2 separate regions of the Gossypium hirsutum genome follow, and region 2 is linked to region 1. The links are chromatin contacts, called in public Hi-C maps. All regions are on one chromosome and are shown on one strand. Each heading gives the region's core, a stretch centred on a gene start, on an enhancer-like site or on the middle of the called end of the contact. The rest is flanking DNA. Distances are from core to core; before and after follow the strand shown. Region 1 has its middle 67 kb from the start of LOC107892026. Region 2 has its middle 7.0 kb from the start of LOC107892026.

Evidence for each region. Hi-C and Micro-C count contacts between places; a contact is called where the count stands out from the background.
Region 2: a Hi-C map of leaf shows a contact between it and region 1, with 2.9 times the contacts expected there. The contact joins two enhancer-like sites. A contact is called at or near these places in 2 of 34 Hi-C or Micro-C datasets (both in leaf).

Annotation. Positions count from the first base shown.
Region 1 is chrD09:25,025,437-25,028,116 of Gossypium_hirsutum_v2.1, reverse strand. No RefSeq gene overlaps it. Among protein-coding and RNA genes, the nearest start is that of LOC107892026, 67 kb to the left of the region's middle. Within about 2 kb of position 1,381, at least 1 of the 9 cell types and tissues checked has an H3K27ac peak or open chromatin away from gene starts, as enhancers often do. A contact at or near this core is called in leaf, where this site is marked.
Region 2 is chrD09:25,099,964-25,102,643 of Gossypium_hirsutum_v2.1, reverse strand. No RefSeq gene overlaps it. Among protein-coding and RNA genes, the nearest start is that of LOC107892026, 7.0 kb to the right of the region's middle. Within about 2 kb of position 1,308, at least 1 of the 9 cell types and tissues checked has an H3K27ac peak or open chromatin away from gene starts, as enhancers often do. A contact at or near this core is called in leaf, where this site is marked.

The DNA of each region.
Region 1 (2,680 bases), core at 132-2,631:
ATGTTTTATAAAATAAAGAGAGATGTAGAGAATAAAGAACAAAGAAAATAGGAAAGAAATAGACAATGTACTTTATTGATTAAAAGGGATGATTAAAATGTTTCATCAAAGTCTCTATTTATAGGCATAAGAAATATAAAAGAAGTAGGGATCTAATTTTAATAACTATTAGAATTTAAAATATATTAAAACTTTATCTTAATCATGATGGGCATCCACTTAATAAGATATTTATAACAATTACCTCTTAAATATAATTATTAGTTACTTTTAAAATATAAAAAACTGCAAATGTGGAATCAATGACAAAGTAAGAAATTTTATGCAACCGGAACGAGATAAAATTATAAAATTTTGGAAGAATCAAGGCTAAAAATTGTGTTAAAAAGAATTAGGTATTGTTTGATAAATTAAAAAATTAATTACTAAAAAATAAAGTATTGAAAATTTTACCATTGAATTTAAGTTATAATATATAATTGATATATTATTTAAAATTAAGTACGAAATATGATTATATTTTTTTATAAATATAAATCTTAAAATATGAAAAATTTTATTCTACATTTTACTCTTAATTGTTAAACATTTCACCTTATTCTAAACAAGTCCAAATTTTAACTGTAAAGTACTTATAATATAATATAATGTCAAAATAAATAAAGTATAATTGAATTAAATGAAAATATTCTTTATTAAGTCATAAGTAGCTCTTATTCTACGTTTTAGGTTGTTTTTATTTTGGATTATCAAATGTATATGAAAATTTAAATAATTGAAAATATTAATTTGAATTTATTTAATTCTTTTAAATATTTATCAAACAAGACCTTAAATTACATTATTAATTTTTGTACAAGCCAAAAATATTTTTTTATTCATTGAAGAGCTAAAATACTTAAATTGAATGATTTAAGTTTTTAGAAGAGTTACAAGAAAAATAATTGAAAATTTTGAAATTATATTTTTATATATTGAAATATCTGGAGGATAGTATTATTTAATTTAGATTTAAATTTGAATAATAATAATACTTTAATAAATTTATAATTTTAAAATTACAAATATTCCACCAACTATTATTTTTATTTTATACAATTACTGGAGGATAAAAAGTGAATTAAATCAATTTTGGGATTTTGGTAGTTAATTGTGGCGTAGAAGGTTTCAGGTTTCAACTCCTTGTGGACAAAAATTGTGGACTGTCAACCTCAATATTTGTCTCTTTGATTTAGTGTCATTTTACACTTCGATTTTATCTTTTCACATATATTTCGCCGAAAAGAAATTAAGAAAGGAAAAAGAAAGGCAATTAAAAGGGCGCACTGCCCCTTTTCCCCTTCTTTTGGCTCTATTTTGAATATCGGGGCAATGGTACCTTAGCCAACAAATTGTTGGGCACCACATGTCTCATCAATACATGCCAAGAAATATTTTAAGGCCTGCCGATGTCCAGACTTTATTTTATAACTTGTATCCATTGCATTGAATCTTACATTTTTATCAACTATACAATATAATTTTAATATAAATTCGTATATACTCTAATATAATATTTATATAATTTTAAACAAATTTCAGTTGCCTGCAAAAATAATCTAATATAAATAGTATACATCCAAATTTTATAATTATAACAAATTATTATAAAACATAATCAGACACCAAACAAAAATATAAATTAAAAACTTGTACATCATTTACACTAAGTGGGATTTGACCATGAGATCTTAAAGGTCTCTAGCCTCAACCTTATCATTAAATTAAGTACTCATTGGTAAAAGATGATTGAATATATATATATACATGGGAGTAATCCACTTACATATGTAAGTGTAAAACTAAAATAATTTTACATTCATTTGTATATTTTTGCACAACTAATATCTTAACGATTTAACCATGGAATTTATTTATTGTCCTTGTTATGCATATAAATTTTTGAATTGATTCAATATCTCTATTATATTGATCTAAAATATTGTATATATTAATATTTATTAAACGGTTGAAGCTTTTTTACATAAAATAAATAATTAAAAATTTTAAATTTACATCTAACTTGACATGGATGATCCATGTAAATGGAATATGAAATATGATAGTTGAGTCATTAAAATATTAATCATACAAAAATATAAGGAATTATATGAAACTATTTTAGTTTTGCAACTTAGTTTTACACCAATATAAGTGGTTTCCTCCCATATATAAATATATATATCCTCTTTTTCTTTAGCAGCAAAATCATTTCATTGCATATAAATTAAGTTTATATCACAATTTTGACCCTCAACTATATTTGTTTTCTCACTTTAGTATTTAAACTTCTTTTTTTCACTTGATGTCTAAATTCTTCCTCCATTATAGATTTTAGTTCAAAAAGTTAATGGTGTTAAAATGCGTCACATCTCACCTTTTTTTCCATGTCATCAGTGGCATGCCCATTGACCTTTGATGTGGTATAATTCATTGAAATTCCAACCAGTAAAACGGAAGAATTATAAATCTTTAAAATAATAGATAAGAATATCACAAATAAAGCCATTGCGACACCCATCAAAGGAGTCGTTCCCATCCAGGGGCTACCTTACCATATTCCAAATCTAGAACCAGATCTAGAACAGTTTGTCTTGGACCAGATCTAGAACTACCCTCAACGGTTTGTGTAGCTATAAAT
Region 2 (2,680 bases), core at 59-2,558, 75 kb before region 1:
TAGTTTTCATGAAGCAAAGTCTAATGCATCACTGTTTTTTACATTCATAACATCTTCTATCAAATGCATTATCTTTATTACATGAGACAATAATTATGAGGTCAGTGAAGTTATCCATGGTCTCAATGTGGCTTTCTCCTTAAAAAAGTTGGGCAAGCTTCGTTACTTTCTTGGGATAGAAATCAATTATAAGTATGATGGATGCTTATTTTTTCGGCGAAAGAACTATGTTATTGATATTCTCAAGAAAAGTGGCATGACCGTGCATGTGGGTTACCTACTCCCAAGGTAAGTAACTGGAATCTCTTGCGAATGATGCAAGTACGATTGAGAATGATGTGGATTACAGAAGCATTAGTGGAGTTATCACTAGACCCGATTAGCTTTTGATGTTAATAGAGTTGGTCAGTATATGCAAAACTCTTCAAATGTTCATTTTAATTCTGTCAAGAAGATATTGAGGCACAATATCAAACTGTAGCTTATGCCACTGCTGATATTACATGGATTGAATCTTTATTAGGTTAATTAAGAATTTCAGCTAATGATGAACCTATTTTGTGGTGCAATAACTCGAGTGCTGTAGTTGTTTTTACAAATACATTTTAAATTCAAGCATGTTGAGTTAGATCTATTTTTTGTAGAATAGAAGCTTGGTTCAGGACAGTTAAAAGTGGGTGAAGTTCCTGCACTTGCAATGCATATATACCTATATATATATTATTTGTTACCTTACCGAAATGGAAATAAAGATTTACACAGTGTGACATGTTTGACAGGAATAATGAATTTATCTGCATTTATCTCTGCACTGAAAAGGATTTTTCATTGCTTGATGGCTACACCTATGAAAAATAAGTATATATGGTTTTTTAAACCGATTGCACTTTCACCTCGATCACTTAAAATGAAAAAACCAAGTAGATTTGTTTGTAGTTATACACGTAGATATATGGCTCAAGTTTCTTTGAAACCCGACTAATCATTTTCAGCACTGACTGTTAAAAACAATGGCTGAAGTTAAGTCCCAGGTGTCGATGGAGGAGAATGAATGTCTCAGCACGGCGAGAGAGTTGATGGCAACCACATGAGATGATGAGAACCAAAAGCAACCTCCAATGGAGGGGACCGCTTCCTTCACCCCTTCACACTTTTCCTTTTACATCCAAGTTTTTTTAATTTTAACAGTATATAATAATTGAATATATGTAGAGAGAGAAAGGAAACAAAGCAACAAAACAGTCTTACTCAACATTTCAGACAGAAAACGAGAAGCAGTTAAGCTGGACCATGAGGAATCCTTCAAATTGACAAATAACCAATAAGAATTCAAGGATTAGGATGAACTTCAAAGTTTCATCCAATAAACGTACACTGAGATAAGACCTAACTTCCTGGTCCCTAAGAGCGGAATTGACAACTATGAAAACCTCCCCTTTGGCAAACCACCGAAAAGCGCATGGGCTAACATACTAGATACTACTCTTACAACTTACAGTATCCAAGACCAAGTGCAGCAGAAAACCAGAATAGGTAAAGGGTTAAAGCCAGTGAAAACAAAAAACCTGAAACCGTCAGGTTCTGATCCCTAATAGAGCCTTTTTCTTTTTCTTTTCGAAATTTTGATTTTGAAACAGATATTTAGGTAAAATTCATGCTGCCCGCCACCATATATTTATTATACAGTTTAACAGGATGATTTTAAAATTTTACTTTTAGTAATAACTTACTATATATATATATTCTAGAGCTCCTAAATAGTATGATCCATCAATAAACATCAAATTAACTTTTATTATTATTTTTCATTCTTGATCTACTTTTTATATAAATTCTAAAAAATCTTAATCTAACCTTTTTTTCTAAAATTATAAATCTTAATTTTAAATTCTAACCTATCATAAATTTAGTTGAAAAACAAAACCATAAACAAACCTTACATTACTGTTACTATTTGTTTATTTTATTTTATTTTCTGATATTAATTTATTTAATTAATCAACACTAATTAAGATTAAAATATTGCTAAAGAAAATTGATCTAGTATTAGAAAGTGTATGATATTAATTAAATTTTTTTAAAAAAAAATATGAAATGACACATTTTCATTTAATGCCTAAAAAGTGACTTTTTAAAACATCCTTTAAAATATTTATTACAATGCATTTATTTTTGTTTTATAATTATGTTTTTTATTAGAATTTTATAAAGTATACTTAATTTTATAAATATTTTTATATAACTTTTATACTCAAGCAAACAAATTCTTGCAATAAATATTTTATTATTAAATGAATGTCCATCAAGATCAAGATAAATTTGATATACATTAGGATTCTAATGTTTATTAGAAGTAGAGTTTCATATTATTTATACTTCTTATGTCCATGAATATATAGGTTTTGGAGAAGCATTCTAAACACCTTTATTGATCAATAAAATTCAGAGTTCTCTTGTTTCTTTTATTTCTTTTGTTTTTTTGTTCTCTTTATTATTTATTTTATAACACGTTATCAGTACGATACTTAATTTTCACAGATCCACTATTCCTTTCTAAATTTTTCTTTTTCTACAGAAAGATTTCAAGATGCCTTTTGACAAAACAAATCCTATAACCTTGCCAACACTCGAACTCAGGCTTTGCTATTGTACGCATCCTTCCTTAACCACTCAAATATGA